2 separate regions of the Sus scrofa genome follow, and region 1 is linked to region 2. The links are chromatin contacts, called in public promoter capture Hi-C maps. All regions are on one chromosome and are shown on one strand. The core of a region is the stretch at or near the end of the contact, and the rest is flanking DNA. Distances in the headings are between cores, read along the strand shown.

Evidence for each region. Promoter capture Hi-C pulls out the DNA fragments that hold promoters and counts their contacts.
Region 1: a contact with region 2 is called in a promoter capture Hi-C map of liver, with 7 times the contacts expected there. The contact joins the promoter of PAN3 here to the promoter of MTIF3 in region 2. A contact is called at or near these places in 1 of 5 promoter capture datasets (liver) and 1 of 2 datasets of contacts at active chromatin or transcription factors (alveolar macrophages).

The regions. Positions count from the first base shown.
Region 1 is chr11:5,485,540-5,490,855 of Sscrofa11.1, reverse strand. It overlaps PAN3 (PAB-dependent poly(A)-specific ribonuclease subunit PAN3), which reads right to left and starts at 3,837. Exons shown (of 21, transcript XM_021065522.1): 1 at 3,746-3,837; 2 at 3,090-3,595. The coding sequence starts at 3,519. It overlaps LOC100515792 (a long non-coding RNA gene), which reads left to right and starts at 4,009. Exons shown (of 3, transcript XR_001299446.2): 1 at 4,009-4,430; 2 at 4,760-4,902.
Region 2 is chr11:4,878,067-4,883,622 of Sscrofa11.1, reverse strand. MTIF3 (translation initiation factor IF-3, mitochondrial) reads left to right here and starts at 3,623. Exons shown (of 4, transcript XM_001926477.7): 1 at 3,623-3,732.

The DNA.
Region 1 (5,316 bases), core at 2,588-5,087, 610 kb before region 2:
CAAAATTCATGGACTTGAACCAAAAAACACATTCAAGAATGTTCAAAACAGTGTTTCTTGTAATAGACAAAAATTGGAGACATTCCATTGACATGAGAAAATACAACGTGGTATATTTATACAACACAGGAAGGAGACCACAGAGACTGTCCCTACACACCATGAGCGGCTCTCACACACATGCTGAAAGCAAGAGGCCCACAAAGACAGCACATACTCTCTGATTCCATGCCTATAAAGCTCTAAAAAGTATGAAAAAGTGACAACTGAATCTACAATGTCAGAACATAGTGCCCGAAATCAACAGTTACCTAGGGGAAAGGGCAGAGCCTGGGAGGCGGCAAGAGCAGGACCTGCGGAGGCACGGGTCATGTTCTATTTCGTGACCTGACCACTGCCGTAAGCCATGTGTTCATCTCAGGAAAATTCCAAGACCTCATGATTTGTATGCTCTTCCTTAGGTATGTAAACTTCAACAAAAACCTTTAAACACACACACAGAAGACACCCAAGGAGCTCGAACAAAACATTTCTGCCGGCAGATCCAGTTAATCACAGATCTAAAGATCTGCTGGACCTCTTGACTAAAGAAATACTGCACATTCTTGGAGTTCCCACTGCGGGGAAGTGGGATCTGCAGGGTCTCTGTAACGCTGGGTCACAGGATCGACTCCCAGCCCGGCACAGTGGGTTAAGGATCTGGTGTTGAAGTAGGTTGCAACTGCAGCTCGGATCTGATCGCTGGCCTGGGAACTCCATATGCAGGCGGGGGGGGCGGGAGGGGTGCAAAAAAAAAAAAGGAAAAAAAAATACTGTACATTCTTACATTTAAAGAAAAGCAGAGGAAAAAGCAGCAAATTAAAATTGTTCCAGTGGGAGTTCCCATTGCGGCTCAGTGCGTTAAGAACCCAACTAGTATCCATGAGGATTCGGGTTCAATCCCTGGCTTTGCCCAGTGGGTTAATGATCCAGCGTTGCCGTGCACTGTGGCGTAGGCCGGCAGCTCCAATTTGACCGCTAGCCCAGGAACCTCCATACACTGCAGATGCAGCACTAAATAAAAGCAAAAAAAAAAAGTCTCAGTGATGCTACATGATCAGGTCAGCAACTAACAAAATTTAAATTTCTCCTAATAGCAATAGCTCTTAGGGTATGTTGTCTATTTTAATTGCCTCATACATTTAATTAACAAATCAGGTCAGTTCCAAAAGATACAGTACAAAAGTACTGTAAAATGTAGAAAGTAGACTGAAAATTTAAAAATAAAGTATAAAAATTCAAAGCAGCCATTGTATCACCACCTTGACTTGGCAGTCACTGATATGAGGCAATTTAACCTCAACCATTAAGGAGTCACAGCCTGTTCTACTGAGAGTTACCAGTCAAGTTAAAGCAAGCCCTACAAAACCCCACTACAGACACAAGCAGCTACTTACTCTAACAACTGTTAAACGACTAAATGTTAATTTTAAAACTCCTTCTTTTCTTAGCGCTAACTGCCAGTCCTCTCAAGACCCCATACCCCAATCGCTGTCCTCTTCTGAGATAGGAAACGATCCCTGCCTTTGAATAACTGCGAACGTTTCTCCTCCATTTCCCATCTTCACCTGTCCTAGCTTTCATGTCCCAAATCTACTACCTCGGTGTATTAGAAAATCCTAGAAATATCACCTATTAAATCAAATACATGCATTTCTGAAAGTGCCTCTCTTCCTGTAGATAACAAAACTACTGTTGAGTCTGTTTACTAATCAAACAATTCTTGAGTTAATCTGACCCACAACTCAAGACATCTGGCAAGTTTACCTTGAAGATGCAAAGTTGCTGCTCCAAAGTGATAACATTCCATTAATAAAGTAACCATTTTGACAACACATTAAGTTACAAATTAATCTTCTTAGTATATCACCCTCACCCACTCTATCTGCACTAAAGTCCGTCTTTAAAAAAAGCCAAAAAAAAAAAAAACCAAAAAAAACACAGATCTCTGGGAAGACAATTAAGAGTCATCATAAAGCAATTAAGTGACCAAGCATCAAGTGCATTTACAGTTTAAAAAGACAAAAAATGTTCTGACGTCCAAGTTAAGCTGCCTATCAAATGATTTCATCTAAAAGCTGTTTGGAATTCCTAAGACTTGCCCATTTTAGAAGGGCTCAAGAAACTCTAACAAAAAAAGCAAAACCTGACACCTCTACTTTGTCCTTAAGCGCAGCATTAAAACAACGTTAAAACAGATTACACTTAACACTTATTATCACTGTAAACTCCACTCACTAGCAGCTAAAAAGTTGCAAGCAAACAAGTAAAAAACCCACAGTCCTAAGATAGCCGAATTCAAGTTCAGAGCCGCACACAAATGGGCGCTGCACAGGACACGCTTGCGAGGCTCCACGCTGAGTTCGCTTGATACAAAGTAGTAGGAGACAGATCCCTACAGACACCCGGCAAACTTCTTCCAGCTCGCGGGAAACCGAGGTTGCGAGCCAAGTCCTGCGAAGTTCCTCCTCTCTAACTAAGCACCCTAGAGAAGCTGCCGTCGGGTCTCTCCTAATCCTTAGAAAGCATTTCCTGCCTGGGAAACCTTTCTCCCAGAAGCCTTCCACAAACTTTTCCCGTCGTTTCCACCGCCGCCAGGAAGCCCCAACGCCCGCCCTCCCCTCCCGCCCCAAGCCACACACACCCACCAGGGAGCCGCAACCCTCCGCCGACTTCACTCCACTCGGGCACGCAAAACACATGTGCCTGCAAACCCAGCCCCTTTCCACACCCCCCGGAAACGACACCCCCTTTCTCGCACCCCGCACGCCACAGCCCATCCCCTGCCTCCCCGCCCCCACTCCCACCACCCCAGTCCACCACCCACGTTACCGGGAAGCCGGCCTCCCCTCGCTCCCGGGCTCGCCGAAGGCCATGGGGAGGGGAAGCAGGAAGACGGAAGGAGGCTCAGGCCTGGCCTAGGCCTCTCAGACCGCCGGGGCAGGCGGAGGGGCAGACCTGCGGGCCGGGCTCGGTCGCAGGGCCCCATCCGGCCCCAGGCCTTCCCTCCCCGAGGCCGAGGCCGCCCTCCCAGTCCGGACCCCACTCACTTGCCAGCCGCGGTCCGTCGAGGACCCCGCTGCCGCCTCCGCCGCCGACCGCCGCTCCTGCCCCCGGGCCCCCCAGGTCCGGCTTCTTGGGCCCGGGGGGCGGCCCGGCTCCCCCGCCCGGGACCGCTCCAGGCGGAAAGCCGGCCCCGGGCGCGCCCGCCAGAGCCAGGGGGACGCTGTTGCTATGGAGGCCGAGGCCCGGGGCAGCTCCGGCGGCCGGGTCCTCATGCAGGAACTGACACTCCTCCCCGTAGAAGCACGTCTTATCCTTGGCGTAGTAGCGGCAGTACTTGAGCTTCACTCCCGCCGCCGCCCCGCCGGGGACACCTCCGACCCCCGGCGGGGCCACCACCGCCACTGCCGCCGCCAGCGAGGAGGAGGAAGAGGAGGCGGCGGCCGAGGGGGGCGGGAGGCCGCCGCCACTGTTCATGGCAACGCCGCAGCCTCGTCTTCCGCTGCCGCCCGAGGAGCCGCCGCCACCATAGACCGGGGAGGGAAGGGAGACGCTGCCGGTGCCGGAGAAAAGCCTGAGCGGGTGGGTCCGTCCCGCTGCGGGAGCCGGAGCCGCCCGGGGAGAGGGGGGAGGGGAGGGGGGAGGGAGGAGGGGGTAGGAAGGAGGGGAGGGAGGGGGAGAGTTGGGATTCTCTCTCACTCACTCTCTCGTTCTCTTTTCTTAAAGGGGCCGCGCGGGACGACGGGGTGGGCGCGCGGGCCCAGACGGGGACTTCGAGGGCGCGGGCTGGGGTAGGGGAGCGGCGGCGGCGAACGGGCGGGGAGGGCGGAGGGGCCGGTTTATTTTTAAATTCTGCCTCCACTCGCTCCCTCGCGCTCTAGTTCCTCCGAGTTGTTTATTCCATTTTCCTCTTCCTGAGACGGCCGTCGCCGCTGCGCCTGCGCGCCCAGGCGCGGGGGCTTGTGGGTAGCGGGAGCGCGAGGGGAAGCCTAGCCGGGCGTCCGGCCCCCGGGGCACCGCGGGCGGGCTGCCGTGGGATGGGCGGTCGGTGGCGGCGCTCCCCGACGCCGGGCGGCCGGCGGAGTCCTCCCGGCGCGAATGCTTTCCCTTTCTGCATGTCCTCTTTCTTGTAACCCAGACGTCATTTTTTCATTGCGAAGACGAAATGCGCGGAACGTGAGCGGTCATTTCGAGGGGCCGCACCTGGGGACGGAGCCCAAGCCCCCGCTCTGTTTGAAGAATAGCCGCGTCTGTTTGCCACACTTCCGCGCCCTCGTTTTTTCGCCACCCTCCTCCTCTTCCTTCCCGCCGAGGGTGATGAGAACTACAGGACTGATTGCCTGAACTCCTGGGCCTTTCATCCAAAACCCGAACCAAAGAGGGTTGAGGTAGACAAACCCCCAGCTGAGTGCAGCACCTGTTTTCTCTATTTATGTTACTGAAAGCCTTTGGTAAAATATTATGAAAAGTAAGACGCCACCTGGGGACAGCGCTGCCTAGGCAGCACCAGAAGGTTTCATTTATAACTGCGCTAGGTTTCTTACCCCCAACCAGCCTAGTCCTGATTTTAAATTCATTTTTAAAAGATAATTGTTCCGTCAGCGATCTCTAGTGTTCTGCTCTGCTATATTTGGGGGGGGGAAGTTTTCGGGAATTTTAAAGACTTGCTTTGAAGGGAACATCGTTTTAACATTTTAGTTTTTCCTCTCCCTGAAAGGTCTTCTCAGGAGGCAGTTGGAAGGGGCATGTTTGTTGGCAGTGTTTGAGGAATTGTGGCAAGCAGAAGCGGTCACAGAACAACGGATAGAAGCGAGTGTACTGCAGAAAGGGGGGAAAATGGATTCCATAGACCACAAACGGGTAAGCCTGGTGATATTCCTTAGACTAACTCGAAATAATAATACTGTATTATGTCTTTAATGCCCATTTCGCGTGCTAGGAGCTAAGGAAGCAGAAATAAAGATGCAGTCTTGTCCGAATTCATTTACCTCTGGTTGGGGAGGCCTAGGGTTCCCCGGGCTATTACAAACCGCTGTCTAATGTGGTAGCCTTAACACACTGGCTCTTAGAGGATGAAAAAAAAAGATGTCACACTTCCCGGTGATACCTTAACAGCAGGAGCTGAGAACATTCGCGTTGAATTCAGATAGCAGTTTGTAACCCAGGGCTGTGTTACTCTGGATAAGTAGCTTCACTTCTCTGTTGCTTGTCTGTAAGCCAGGTAAGAAAAGTGCCTCCTTTGTAAAGCGTAAACTAATAATGTATATAGTGTCC
Region 2 (5,556 bases), core at 2,374-4,873:
CTATTTTCTGCTTCATTCGGTTGCACAAGAGACTTTTCACAGAAGATCAATGGCCCTTCCATACATAAATATTCTGTTACTTAGCAGACATGAGAGCTTTTAAAAGAAACTCGTCACAATGCCATTCATCTCAGACAAATTTGCTTTGCTCATTCCCAACCGCCACCCTGTTATAATAATCGGTGCCATCATTTTTGATACACATTTCCTCTGGAGTCTAATGTGATGGGAAGTTTTACGCATGATAAGGAAATTGAAGCATAGTCTGAGAGCCCGTGAAGGGTTTTAACACAGATGTGGTCCCCAGATGCTCCAGCTCTTCTGAGGAACCCAGAGAAGCAGGCGCATGATGGATTTAGGTCATTTAAGATTCTCTCAGTTGCCGGGAACACTGAGACAGCTGCTGATACAGGCTTTCATCTCCTTGCCTGAAATTTCCTTTTTTTTTTTTAAAAAAAAAAAAAAAAAAAAAAAAAAGCTGTCTTTTTGTTTTGATTGCTTTTTTTTTTTTTTTTTTTTTTTTTTTAACATGCTTAGAATGGATTAATCCCCGTTCTGCCTGGGGATGATGGTAGATTCTGTGGGAAGGCTTCCAGCTTTCATGCCTTATGATAGGAGACACGACAACGACCATGAGCTATTGGGCCGAGAGCATCCTGCGGAGGTTCTGAGGTTACCCCGCAGTCAGCCACAGCCCCGGGCACCCCTTGCTTCTTGATCCCTTTCAACCAGTTCATAAACGTACGCTCAGGAGAATGGACCCTCTGGGTTATTAGACAGCGCTGTGATGAGAGCGCCGTGGCCAGTTAAGACAACGCCGTCCCTGGATTCAGTCTGCCCCGTGTAGGCTCTCCCACGGAATAGACGCCCATCCTTCTGTTCAGTGCAAGGGTCCCGGTGGGAGTTTACAGTCTAATGGAGGAAGGGGAGGGGTATATAAACCAGCTGCAACCCATGAGCAACAGCTCAAAAAATATGCGGAGAATCTGACCCCACAGAGGACTTCAAAATAAATGCTCGTTATCACACTGCAGGATTATCAGATTAGCTTCTAATTTGTGGCTGTCCCTGCGGCATCATGGAGACACAGCCCAGTGTTAACAACTTTTGAAGAAATCACCCAGGAGTTCCCGTCGTGGCGCAGTGGTTAACGAATCCGACTAGGAACCATGAGGTTGCGGGTTCGGTCCCTGCCCTTGCTCAGTGGGTTAACGATCCGGCGTTGCCGTGAGCTGTGGTGTACGTTGCAGACTCGGCTCGGATCCCGCGTTGCTGTGGCTCTGGCGTAGGCCGGTGGCTACAGCTCCGATTCAACCCCTAGCCTGGGAACCTCCATATGCTGCGGGAGCAGCCCAAGAAATAGCAAAAAGACAAAAAGACAAAACAAAAGAAAGAAATCACCCAGAAGAACACTTTATGGGACAGGTTTTTGGCTTTTTGTCTTTTTAAGAGGACAGGTGTTTTGAGTCTCAGTGACCCGAGCCAAGCAACTGACTCCCAGGCCTCCCTCTGCACCAGTGGGGAGAGAGGAGGCGGAATATGCCCTTTACTCCTTCGCCAGAGCAAAGCATAGACAGGGGCATTGTGTGGGGAGGTGGGTCACTGGGGGCCAACGAGGAAGCCGAACACCGAAGTCGCCCTGTGGTGGAAAACGTCTAAGTTTTCGAGTCACCAGGATTTGAGTCATAACGAGCTGCGCTTTCACACGTGGGGCTCTTTACGGGTAGAAACAGTTACAACGGGGAGCGCACCGTACACTTCAGAGTCCACACGTTCCAGCGCTCACAGGGGCTTGGTGACCCCGTCAGATTGTTACCACACCCCCAAAGCAAGAAGGGTGCCTTAGCAAGCGGAGGCCATAAACACAGGAAGGGGTCCCCAAAGAGCCAGCTGCCTGCTTGACTATCATTTTATTCAAGGGGCTTCCATGCCTGCCCCCACTGGAGCTGAGCCCAAAACGCCCCATCTCATGTCAGCCGGAGGTCAAAGCAGAGTTCAAGAGAAGGGATAAAATGCTGCTGCTTCTCTCTCTGAAGGCACGGCTGCTGTGCTCACTCTATTCTGCTCCTCCCTCGCCTTCCAGCAACAGCTGGTATCTGACGACGGCCATCGAGAAAACTGCCCAGATCTACTGTGGCCACACGCACCTTCAAAGAGGGGCTGCAAAAGGCATAGTGGCAGGTAGCTCTAGTTACCAGTGAGGACTTGATCTTACCAAGCTTTAAGCCTTAAGTTGGGTATCAAACTCTTCTATCAGTTTCACCCGTTTCACTTAATATCTTCAGAGACTGGTAACTCCACTGGTTCACTCACTTTGTAAGTGATGCTCAGCATCAAGGGCGCCAACTCTGACACGAGGCTGCCTGGGTTTTCATTCCTGACTCTGCTGTCATCTGTATGACCCTGGGCAAATTATGTAACTTGTCCAGGCTTCAGTTCCCTCATCTGTGAAATAGGGTTGATTGGGTTTTCCTGAAGATTAAATGACTTGATGCAACTCGAGGGCTCAGAACAGTGCCTGGCGGCCAGCAGGTAACTTACCAAGGCGAGCAGTTCCCAAGTACCGAGCTGGTCACTCTTACCTCTAGATCTACACCAAACAAGCACATCCTGCTATTAAGGAGTATTTGCGGCAGGATAAAATGAATCTCTGATTCTTCTCAACTTGGAAAAGGCCAACATGCAAATACTAACCTTGGCCTTTGAGTCACATCTAGTGTTTTCTGGGTTTACCACTTGGCTGTTTTCAGTTAGTACCTACTTTGCTCGACGCCATGGATTTGATGAGGAAACGGAAACGTGGTCTTTGCTCTCAAGGAGGTACTTAAAGCTGAACTAGTCTCCTCGTCTGGAATGAAACAGGTAATGCGTGATTTGAGAAGCTATTTGAGAGTAAAGCGAAGCGTCCCGCTGGATTTGCAAGTACCCAACCAGGTGGCTTCATTGAGTCCCGATCACAGATTCCCGCTGTGCCACTGAGCAACGTCTTGCCCGAGAAGCGGCAAGGGGGGCAGGGGCTGGCACAGCGGCCTGCAGGCTCGGGGCCTGCGGTGACCTCAAAGCAGCCTGGAAGAGACCAGGTGCAAGGCCAGCACCCAGGGATAGAAAGGCTCCAGAGCTGAGCAAACCACGCACCCACCACGCCAGTCTCCTCCTGAGTTAAAAGGCTGACTGCTCCGAGCTCCCCAGGTTACCGGCACCACGTGGACCTTCCCTGCCCGGGATGGGGCTCAGAGACCGCTTACCTGGGAACCGAGGGGAGCCTTTACTTTCCGAGTCTGTCTGCTCACCTGCAATTCTAGACAGTGCATCCGAACTCACAAACGATTACAGACGTTTAAACGTTTGAAGACGTTTATAAAGCAGTTTATTAAGTATATATCAAAATACTATGTTATTTAAGAAAAAAAGACGTGCACAAAAACTAAGCCCTAATGTGAACACAGCCACAGCAAGGTTGGAGCCGACTTAATGGAACGTGGGGAAGGGATGCTCTGGTCTCCGCTCAACCTGCAGCAGCCGGCCAGGCCGGCACCAACTTCACGAAGGGAACTCCCCTCGGCAGCGACATTTTCCGTCGGCGGACGTTGAGTCGCCGACCGGAAGCACCCCGCCTCACGTCACCTTTCCTTTAAAGACGCAGGCCGAAGCCCCGCCTACTACGGAAGGCGAAAGGGAGCCCCGTTTGCGCGCTCCTTCGGCCAAACCTTACCAATCGGCGGCCCGGTACAGGTAAAGCTAAAGGCGAAGGGCACTGCGCGAGTCAGGGGACCTGCGGCGGGAGGAAGGGATCGTGCGGCTGTGCCCGCGGAGGACGCGGCCTTGCGCTCAGCCATGTCCCCTGTCCCTATCCATGGAAGGTCAGTGCCGCCCACCCGCCAACGGAGAGGCCCCGTAGACCCTGCCGCGCGGTCGGAGGTCGGGCAGGGATGTAAAGCCGTCTTCGAGCCCAAGCTGCCGACCGCCCAGCCGGGAGCCGCAAGACCTACATGCGCCGCCAACCCTGCCGTCCCCCGCACCTAAGGCCCGGCTATCCGGACGCAGCACGTTTGCTCGCGCACGCACGCCGAGCGTCGCTACGACCCTCCGCCCCAGGCGCGGTGCCGGGACCGAGCCTGGGATGGGCGTGGCCGTCGCGGGTGCACGTGACCCGTCTGGCTGGCGCGGAAGGCCCCGCCCGACAGTACCTGGCCTGCGCGGTGGAGGGAGATGGGGCAGACCGCTCGCCCTGCAGCCCAGGGAGGTCGTAGTGGGGTTTTCGAGGTTGCTCAGTGATCATGGGATTCCCCCACCCCATTTATCATTTACCAGGCTCCAAAACTTAATACTCTTGAAAGAAGTCAATAAATTCTCTCACTAAACAGCTGCAGTTCCAGGAGTTCCCGTCCTGGTTCAGTGGTTAAGGAACCCCACTAGCACCCGTGAGGACGCCGGTTCAATCCCTGGCCTTGCTCAGTGGGTTAAGGATCTGGTGTTGTTGTGAGCTGCGGTCTAGGTCGCAGACGCGGCTCCGATCCAGTGTTGCTGTGGTTGTGGCGTAGGCTGGCGCCTACAGCTCCGATTAGACGCCCTAGCCTGGGAACCTCCTAAAAGACAAAAAGGCAAAAAAGAGCTGCAACTCCAAGTGCATGCTATGAGAGGCTTCAATGTAAGAAAGTACGGGGCGGGGGGCGGTTCCTGGAAAACCGACTACTGGTTACTGTGCCTGTGCCAGGCATGATTCAGGAAAAGAATAAACGAGATTAGTTCCCTGCTTCAAAGAACTTACTGTCTAGTAAAGGAGAAACAGTAATAAGCGTTTGAGGATGAAGTGTACCAGTGTCTGCTCCTTACTTTGAAATGTATCAAAAGGTACGTAAAATGAATGGAAAGAGGGGTAGGTAGATGGAGTCTAGGAGGATAGGTATGGGCGTGTTCACTGTACGGTCTTCCAACTTTTTAATACAAGTTGGGCCAAGAAGTCCTATAATAAGGAAGAGTCTGTATTGTATCACAAGTTAATCACTAAAGCAATGTTGCCTGTAAGCTTAAATTACACTTAATGGCCCATCTCTGGGAACCTTGCCTCCCAGGTAATAAGAATTAAGGTAAAACATCTTCCTTTAGGAGTTCCCATTGTGGCACAGGTTAAGAACCCAATATAGTGTCTGTGATGATTTGGGTTCAGTCCCCGGCCTCGGTTAGTGGGTTAAGGATCTGGCGGGGCTGTGGCTGTGGTGTAGGTCAGCAGCTGTATCTCCAATTCGACCCCTAGATGGGGAACTTCCATATGCCCAGGTGTGGCTGTAAAAATAAACAAAACACCTTCCTTTAGCTCATAGGAAGCATCCTGACCAGGCCCGCCTGTCAATGGCTGCAGGAAGGAAGAAATTAACATCTCCTCTGAAGTCTGGCTGGAACCAGGACTGGCTCACCTTCCCTTTTAGTATAAAAAAAGCCTGAATTCTAATTGGGGGAGATAGGTCTTTGGGACACTAGTCCACCACCTTCTCATTCTGCTGGTTTTCTGAATAAACTATTTCTTGGCCTGTGTGGCGAGCAGCAGGAGCTGGATTT